Regions from separate parts of the Mus musculus genome. Here all the other regions are linked to region 3. The links are chromatin contacts, called in public Hi-C maps. All regions are on one chromosome and are shown on one strand. Each heading gives the region's core, a stretch centred on a gene start, on an enhancer-like site or on the middle of the called end of the contact. The rest is flanking DNA. Distances are from core to core; before and after follow the strand shown. Region 1 overlaps Clic4 (chloride intracellular channel 4 (mitochondrial)). Region 2 holds the start of Sesn2 (sestrin 2). Region 3 holds the start of Gpn2 (GPN-loop GTPase 2).

Region 1 (3,031 bases), core at 176-2,675, 1.7 Mb before region 3:
CAGGCTTTGTCTGTGGAGGGAGAGAAAAGAAACAAAGTATGTTTTTGTAGACTCAATTTATTTAAAACATATTACTGTTTTAGATGCTTTTTCCACCCAAATGTTGCACAGGGAGTGGTAATGCAAATCGCCTTCTGCTCATAGACACTCATATGGCTGTGTTTGCCGTGTGTGTGTGTGTGTGTGTGTGTGTGTGTGTGTGTAAGTAAACAAGCAGGGGACTTCCATATTTCCTGTTTCCCTTTTTGCTGTGGTAAGACCAAACCCCCAAAGATGCAGATGAACCAGGCTGAGAAAGCAGCGCTCTTGGCTGCCATTGTGAATGGCCACCTCTGTGGAGGACTGGCTGAAGTGATCAGAATGAAGATGAGCTGGAGTGTCTTTCTCCTAAGACAGGGTGGGATGGCTCAGGCTGGCCTCCAACCTGCTCTGTAGTAAAAGACGACTTTGAACTCCTGATCCTCCTGCCTCTGCCTCTCAAGTGCCGGGATTGCAGGTGTGTGACACCACACCTGTCTCCCCATCTCCCTTTGAATCTTGGGGCATGTTTGATAAAATTAAAGATTTGTCTGGCTTGAACTTCAGAAGGCTGCTCGTCCATCATTGTGCTCAGGGCAGTAAACTGCTTCATTTAAACAGGATTTCAAAAATGCTTATACAAGTGTCTGGTTATTTTCTTGCTCCATGAAATAACATGGGTGTAGGGTTTTGTTTTTGGTTTTTTTTTTTTTTTTTTTTCAGACAAGATTTCTCTTTGTAGCCCCCGCTGTCCTGGAACTCACTGTAGACCAGGCTGGCCTCGAACTCAGAAATCCGCCTGCCTCTGCCTCCCAAGAGCTGGGATTAAAGGCATGTGCCACCACCACCAGACTCTACCACCTTTGATTATGGTGATCGGCAATTATTTAACTCTTTGAAGACAGACATTATACATTTCCTTGTTTCATGTTGCCTTATAAAAAATGCTGTTTCCAGGCAGTGGTGGTGCATACCTTTAATCTCAACACTTGGACAAACAAGGCAGTCTGACGGAACCTACACCAAGGACTTAATTGGAGGCCAGCTTGGTCAACAGAGCAAGTTCCAGGACAGCCAGGGCTACTCAGTGTATGTGTCCTTGGGTATGATGCGCTTCTCAACATAGCAGCCTTTAGTTAATTTTCTATTGCTGTGATAAAAACCATGACCACGGCAACTCCTAGAAGGACCGGTAAATAAGCCCTTTAAGGGCTCTAGAGGAATAGGAGTTATCACTACCACAGTGGGGAAATGTGACAGTGGGCACCAGGCTTGGCTGCTGGAGCAGCCATTGAGAGAGAGCTCACATCTCAAACTATAAATAAACCATGGCTTATAGCCTACCCCCAGTGACATACTTCCTCCACCAAGGCCACCCCTCCTAATCATTTCCAAACAGCGCCACAAGCTGTTTTCAAGTGTTCAAATGACAGAAACAACAGGGGGGCATCTTCATCAGACCATCACACATCTCTTAGCCAAGTGTGGCTTTTCAAGATAAGTAAAATGAAATTTTCACCACACTGGTACATCCCCGTTTTAAGTAGTCATTAGCCAGCTGTTGCTGCTGGCTGCCACATTGGAAAGTTGCAGTAGAGAGGCACAGGAAAGCCCATTATCACTACACCCTGCATGTGCCCCCTCCTTGTCGCTCCTAATATTCTGGTTGGAATTCATCGGCAGCTCTGCTGCTTGCGTGTCATCGTTTTGACCTTGTCTTTAATGTTTGCTCTGCCTCCAGGCCGGAAGTGATGGTGAAAGCATTGGAAACTGCCCCTTTTCACAGAGGCTCTTCATGATCCTTTGGCTCAAAGGAGTCGTGTTCAGTGTCACAACCGTTGACCTGAAAAGGTAAGGCTTGCCTGTGCTGTGAAGTCGGCTCTCGAGTGTGCAGTTTACCATCAGCATGGATCCTTTCCTGCCCTCTGCTTTGATTGCACATGAAGGACACAGAAGTTACTCAGGTTTTCTGTTTAAGATTTAACTTGTATAAACATTCGGGTCGATTTACAGTGTCACCCCGAGTCCTAGTTTTTCTCTTGGTGTGTTTGCTACCCGTGGCTGCATGTGGGTGAATCTCCCTTGGAACCTGGTTACCTTAAACCTCTGAGGAGCCCTGAAGGCCAAGGTTTAGTGTACAAGCAGTGAAACCCTTGAGTTTCTCAGCGTAAACACAAGCCACCAAGAGCTCTGCCTTCTGGCTGACAAAGTCTGCTAATTGTGAATGGTAGCATCTGGATCTCTGTGGGGGCTTTGAGGGGGTGGCACAGCTTAGGATTAGAGCCCCCTCCCAGCTAGCACACACATGGGGTCCAATTGCAGTTTGAGGTAGGGAAGGCAAGAATAGGAGTTTTAGAGAGCTGAATAATGTGGTCTGTTTCATTTAGCCTAGTTTTTAGGTAATAGTATATTTTCTGTGATATTACAGCACTTCTGGTATAAAATAAGAGCAGTCTTGCTAGTTGAAGATGTGTGTCTAGGTTTCTCTCTAGAGGCCAGATTAAGGGAGGCCAAGAAGAGTTCTGATAAGTAGGATGCCCCTCATTCCCTCAGGAACTTGTCCCCCGGTCCTCCCCCCCACCCCCATATTTTTGAAGAACACTTCTGTTCCCATCGTCCCCAAAGACAGAGAGCAGGAGCTCTCTAGCCAGTCAGCCTGGCTAAACCGTGGAGCTCCGGGTTCAGAACGAGAGCCTGTCCCGGGCTGGAGAGTTGGACTTCCAGAGGACCAGGTTTAATTCCTAGCATCTTCATGGCAGCTCACAACCATTTGTAACTCTAGTTCCAGGTGATCAGACACCCTCTTCTGGCCTCTGGGGGCACCAAACATGCAACATGCAAATGGTACACAAATAGACATGTAGGCAACATACACACACTAAAATTAAAATTTTTTAAGTTTACACCAGTGAGAACTCAAGGGTCTGGCTGTGGAACTATCATGTTTATAAATGTACTGTAATATAAAAATGTCCCTTTTTGGTGGTATATATTGAACCCACAGTCTCATGTG
Region 2 (3,141 bases), core at 333-2,832, 1.1 Mb after region 3:
TCATCCCACAGAGTATATGCATTTGTTTGTTTATTTGTTTTTGGTTTTTTGAGACAGGCTTCTGTGTAGCCCTGGCTGTCCTGGAACTCACTCTGTAGACCAGGTTGGCCTTGAACTCAGAAATCCACCTGCCTCTGCCTCCCAAGTGCTGGGACTAAAGGCGTGTGCCACCATGCCCGGCTGAGTCTATGTTTTTAAGGAGAAAGCTGAATCTGATATAGAGTTGTTTAGAAAAGAATTAACCCAAAGGGATATTCAGTGGCCAAGGGTATATTATTAGAAGCACGTTGTGCCAGGTGGCATAAGGTAGAAAGAAAAAAAAAAAGTCTAAATGTAGACACTGCCCTCAACAAGTTTATAATAAAAACTTTCAGATAAGACAAATACACAGAATATGACAACACAAGTTACAGTATGGAAAGTATTAAAACACAGAGAGAAAGGTCCAGCCCGAGTTTAGGGCTCTAAGGAGCATGCAGGTGAACTCCCTTCCCTACAGAAGGCATTAGACCAAGTCAGGAGATCACCTTTGGTATCATAAGCCTAAACTCAAGACTATTTCAGGCAGGAACTGAGAGGATTAATCAGCTCCAGCTCTGTCTAGGACTCCTTAACCAGAATAAAGAGAAACTTGAAACGGGAGAGGCCTGAAGAAAAACCGCGAAGGAGATGAGTAGAAGTGAATGGGTGAATCAAGGGTAAAGTGCTGAGATCTGGATGGAAGAGGTGAGTGTAGGGAAGTCATGAGAGTGAATGTCTAGAGAAAAAGAGGGCTAAAAACAGAAACTAGGAGAGCACCCACGTTTAGGGAGTGGATGGAAAAAGAGGAGTCAGAGAGGAGTGGCCAGAGGGAGAAGTGAGAAATAGATCAAGCCAAACACCTAAGTTACAAAGTTTCCATGAGTGCCTGGAGGGTGGAAGGCGGTGTGAAGGCACCCAAGGCAGGACAGAAGAGGGGAAATTGTAGCAATGAGGATTGAGATTAAATTTGAGATTGTCAAGGGTATTTCAGTGAGGGCTTTTCCAGAGACTCCACAAATAAGGTGATTTCCTTGGTTTAGTGTTTCTGAAGGTGCAGATCCCTCAGGGCCTGAGGGGACAGGGTGGTGGCTCTTGGCTTCAAATTTGTGGGTTTTGATCTATAATTAGAAGAACTGGATGTGTGTGGTTAGAACTCTCTGCAGACCTAACCAGTCCCTCCAGGAACTGGAAAGCTGAAGAACTTACTCAGAAGGGATTTCACACCTGGCTGTCTGGCCCAGCCCCGTGAAGTCCCGTTTCATCACGCAGCCCTAATGACTCCTTGGGCTGTCACTCTCATCTGGTATTGCCAGAGACCTGACTAACGCCTTCATGCAAAAGTTTGCAGCATCTGTGCGAGGCCAACTACAGCTCCCAGAGTTCCCAGGCGCTTGTCGATGCTGATTGGACGGAAGGTTGGCTCCGGAGGGAGGTGTCGGCTCCGCCTCCCCGAGAAACAGGCATCTGATTGGCTGCGCCGTGGGACTTTTGTGTCCCCGCCCTCCCCCAGGGACCGCAGCGGGCTGACAGAGCCGGGCGAGCGCTGGCAGTTCCGTGGTGGGGATGGTGAGGAGCGCCGGCTTCCCGAGCAGCGCTGGCCACTGCGGACTTCCGAGGCACTCCGGGCCGTGAAAACCTCTGCGCCGCGGCCAATCTCAGGCCTCCGAGGCCGGCCGCAGTTTTCCAAGCTGGGCTGAAAGGAGTGTCTATCGCCGTAGCGCCGGTTCTCCTAATCCCGAGAGACAGCCCGGGGATCTCGAGCTTCCCCGGCGACCCCTAGTCCCGGCCTCCTGTGCGCGCCCGACCTAGACCCCTCGGGTGTCCCAGGCGCGGACGAGCCGCGGCCGGGTCCTGGCGTACACCATGATCGTAGCGGACTCCGAGTGCCATTCCGAGATCAAGGGCTACCTGCCGTTCACCAGGGGTGGTGTGGCCGGCCCCGAGACCCGAGAGGTAAGCAACAGCCGGGCGAACCCGCTCTCCTCCAGCCACCGCCGAGCTTCGGGCAGACCCGGTCTAAGTCTGGTGCGCTCCCCCCGGGCTTAGGGTCTGAGAGCACGTAAGCTAGGGCTAGGGTTGCATCAACTGCAGCCTCCGCTCTCCCTTCCCCTCCCCACTGCCCTCTCTCTCTTTACCCTCCCCACTACCACCCTGGGAGGGAGGGGGATGCGGAGCCCTCCCTGGCTCCTTCGGACTCCTGGCCAATGAGAGGGGACGCCTTCTCGTGGCTCTTTGGGTTTGTTCTCTGCTAAAGCGAGCGTCTTCAAGTCCAGGCAAATCCCGGCCGGAGAGACCCGACCACTCCTCCTCCCCGCCCCCTTCCGCAGAATCCCTTCCTCTCGGTGGGGGCAGGCGGGCTGGGAGCTCTTTCTAGGATCGGTTTCTGGTCCTGTCGCTCAGCGAAGGGAGTAAACCACCTGGGACTGACCAGGGAAGGTCGATTCCCTTTTTCAGTCCTTACCTGCACCCCCGATCTGGAGACTGGTCCGAGTGCTTTATGGGTCTGGCTGGCGGCCTGATCCTCGGCGGCGGCAGCCTGAGAGAGCTAGGGGAGAAAGCGGATAACCCTTGGTCCCTTGATAGATTGCTTCCTATTAAATTGTTCTGGGGTCCTCAAAGTTTGTTTTGCTGTCTCCTCAGAGCGTAGAGAGACTTCACAGGGAGACAAGGTATAATGCCAGTATAAAGCCCCCGTCTCCCTCCCAGCAGTCTCGATAGTGGACATAGTCTATGTCGTGTATGGAGCACCTACTAGATGCCAGGATATAGGTTTTGTCTGACAAAGACAGCAAATACAAAACGTATTTTAACCCCATTTTACAGAATGAGAAAATTGAGGCCCGAAAGGGACAGAGAGAGGCCTAGCCCTCATTCTCTGGACTGTGTGTGACTAGGATTTTGGAGAATGCTTGGCACTGCAGAAGATACTGATCCTTTTTGATTTTCTAAGCCTAGAGCAGTGTGGAAGGTCTATTGCCGGGGCTGGAAATAGGTACAGTGGTAGTCCCAAGGTGTATGATCTTAAAACCAGCCCATGTCTGAGGAAATGTCTTGGGGGGGGGGGGTCGTTGGAGGCAGCCATCAGTCTGTTGCTTCTTCATATGGTTTAGGAATCTGTAT
Region 3 (2,954 bases), core at 131-2,630:
TAGTACTGTTCTATTCCTTCCTTAGTACTGTTCTATTCCTTCCTTAGTACTGTTTTATTCCTTCCTTAGTACTGTTCTATTCCTTCCTTAGTACTGTTCTATTTCCTGTTCATGTGCCTGCTTGAGACAGGGCTTGATGGCCCAGAACTCTTTCTGCCTCCACACCACATTGCTGGGGTTACAGGCCTGAGATATTTTCCTGCCTCTTGTTCTTAATTTTTTTTTTCCAAGACAGGGTTTCTCCGTGTAGTCCTGGCTGTCCTAGAACTCACTCTGTAGACCAGGCTGGCCTCGAACTCAGAAATCAGCCTGCCTCTGCCTCCCAAATGCTGGGATTAAAGGCGTGCACCACCACCGCCAGGCAACTTAATTTAAATTTAATAACATCATGTCCTCCTCCAAGAAGATAGGGGGCAATTTTACCATTTTGTCCTTCCTACTATTCTGGGGACCAAACCCAGGGACTGTGGCCTCTGCTTGTTAGACAAGTTCTCTACCACTGAGCTAATCTCCAACACCTCTTCCAAGGTCTCTTGCACAGTTCCTGCAGTGGACAAAGGGTTCAAATCACACTGCACCTACCTCTCTACTCTTTCATCACACTTCTGAACACCAACTAACCAATCACTAAGCCACTTTCTGTGTAGTCACTTCCACTGTTTTTAAAATTGGGAACTGTCACATTCATTTTAGAGATGACAAAACTGAGTGAAAGGACTTTCCAAGACCATGAAATGAGTTGGGGCCGAGCTAAAATTCTATCTCAGAGGCTTTAGTTCTGCTTCAAACTTAACTCAGCCGCTATCTCCCAATGTAACTTGGGGGCGTGGCACCTATCCGCCTCCCGGTCTCAGGGATTCCTTCTGCCCGACCCGAGACACACCCTGAGGTCCCACTGGGCCATTTGGGAGAAGATGCTGCGTAGGGCGGTGTGGTGCGTGCAGAGCTCCACCTGGCCGGGGCAGTCGAAGAGAAAGTAGTGGCCTCGCAGGGGCTCCAGCTTGGCGCGCAGCCAGTCCAGGTTGGCTTCCAGGTACTCCATGCAGTAGAGCAGGCCACCGTTGGGCCCCAGGCGCAGCGCGTCCATCACGTCGCCCAGCCCCACCAGCTCGCCCACGTCCACCGCACACTCGTAAGGCAGTCCGTCGTTAGCGGGGTCCAGGTTCACCACCGCCACGCGCCGCCCCAGAGCGCGCAGGAACTCACTCATGCCCAGGCAGTACGTGGTCTTCCCCGAGCCCGGGGGCCCGATCACTGCCTGCCCGAAGGCCGTAGTCGGGGCGGCCCCCGCCATGGGTGGAGCTGGCAGCCCACGGGCGCCTCACCAAGTAAACTCAAGCAGAAAAACGAACAAACTACCCGGCAAGGAAGGGAAAAGTTCCGACTTCCGGATTCCGCCGGAACTTGTCTGGAGAGGAAGTCCCACCCACACGGCCACGGCATAGGCTGTGGTCACGCAACCGCACACCTCCGGTTTTAAGATTTCCCCAGGCTTCACTAAGGCAGATCTCCATGCCGGGTAAACTGGTTTATTCTCGCACCGATCCGTCTCTAGGCAGAGGGTAGACGTGGTAAGGGACCGCGACGCTCTCTGGATCAATTCTCTGGTCCCCTTTCCCAGCTTCACGGAGCTCTTCAGACAACCCTCAAACCCGACTGGACGGTGCCACAGGCAGTCCAGATCTTCACTGTTCTGGGCAAACCCAAACAAGCACTAGGGCCTGGAGACCAAGGGAAGGCCTTTAGGCACAAACACCCCAGGAGACGGAGGGGCTTTTGGTGATATCATCTTTGAGGTAGAGAAACTGGGCATGCTCAGGGCTGCTCCCAGGCTCTGGGCTGCTTCTCAGGTCCACAGGGCAAGATCCAGGCAGAGGGCTAAGTCCCTGCCGCAGAGTGATCCTGACCAAGGACATAGGCTCACTCGGGCTCAGGTCTGTCCAAGGCACAGCTAGAACCCTTCACAAAAGTCATATCTGTCCGAAACTTCATGCTGGTGGGTGGCTGGCGCCGGAGCAAGGTCTCCCCCTGGTCTTGGGGCAGAGGCTCATCATAGATGGTGGAAATGAGCCCCAAGCCAGTTCGACGGGGCCTCTTCAGTTGCCTAAATGGCTGTAACTTCTCTCCATGGTATCTGGATAAAACAGAGCTCTTGGTGAGAAGGCTGCTCTCTTCAAAGCCCAGTAAAGAGGTTAGCAAGAGACAGGAAGTAATTACTACATATCTGGTTTGTTCTATCAGAGCGGTCTCATGCTCATAGCACAAGAACCCGGGGCAAGGACACACTCACTCCTGAGCCACACCTCCAGCACCAAAGACAAAGCATTGTCTCCAAATTCTGCTCTCCAGCCTCTGGAGAGGAGTGTCAACTATCAGGGACCTGGGAATTTTCATTTCCACAACAGACTCCCTTATGAAGCCAAAACCCAGACTTGAGGAAATGACTTCCCTGAGGGCCCCGTGATCCTTTAAGTTGTAGGATTGGGTTTAAAATGAAAATAAGGACAGTGTCATCTATTTCTACACCTGCTGTGAAGCTGTTCATTTAGAGGGGCCCACACCCACCTCAAAACAATGGCAAGAGGGAAAGCAGACAGCAGCACAGCTGGACAATGGCCTAGGGAGCCCCTCAGGTGCACTCACCCCAAGCCGCGCTTGCATCTAGGATGCTGGCCATCTCCATCCAGGGCCTCAGGCACCCCGGAGCACCTGCTGCCCAGGCCCTGGCCTTCAGCCCAGCCCTGGCGCTCCATCACCTTCCGGCCGATGCCCTGCAAAGGAAGAAGCGAGAGTCCAGAGAAAGAAGTGGCTCAAGTGTGGCAGGGGTGCAGGCTCCATCACTTGGGAGATGGAGCAGAGATTTAAGTTCGAGGTCAGGCTGGGCTACATATGAGACCCTGCCTCAAAGGATGTAAGAAGAAGAGGGAATGGTTGGGAGGCAAAGGCAGGCGGAT

The links. Hi-C and Micro-C count contacts between places; a contact is called where the count stands out from the background.
Region 1: a contact with region 3 is called in a Hi-C map of B cells, with 6 read pairs. The contact joins the enhancer-like site here to the promoter of Gpn2 in region 3. A contact is called at or near these places in 2 of 39 promoter capture datasets (liver and pre-B cells) and 1 of 484 Hi-C or Micro-C datasets (B cells).
Region 2: a contact with region 3 is called in a Hi-C map of CD8 T cells, with 8 times the contacts expected there. The contact joins the promoter of Sesn2 here to the promoter of Gpn2 in region 3.

The regions. Positions count from the first base shown.
Region 1 is chr4:135,237,700-135,240,730 of GRCm38.p6, reverse strand. Clic4 (chloride intracellular channel 4 (mitochondrial)) reads left to right here. Exons shown (of 6, transcript NM_013885.2): 2 at 1,760-1,869. Among named protein-coding and RNA genes, the nearest start is that of Clic4, 34 kb to the left of the region's middle. Within about 2 kb of position 1,425, at least 57 of the 459 cell types and tissues checked have an H3K27ac peak or open chromatin away from gene starts, as enhancers often do. A contact at or near this core is called in B cells and liver, where this site is marked.
Region 2 is chr4:132,508,897-132,512,037 of GRCm38.p6, reverse strand. Sesn2 (sestrin 2) reads left to right here and starts at 1,582. Exons shown (of 10, transcript NM_144907.1): 1 at 1,582-1,974. The coding sequence starts at 1,885.
Region 3 is chr4:133,582,799-133,585,752 of GRCm38.p6, reverse strand. It overlaps Gpn2 (GPN-loop GTPase 2), which reads right to left and starts at 1,380. Exons shown (of 5, transcript NM_133884.2): 1 at 884-1,380. The coding sequence starts at 1,294. It overlaps Gpatch3 (G patch domain containing 3), which reads right to left. Exons shown (of 7, transcript NM_172876.2): 6 at 2,644-2,771; 7 at 1,511-2,134. The coding sequence ends at 1,921.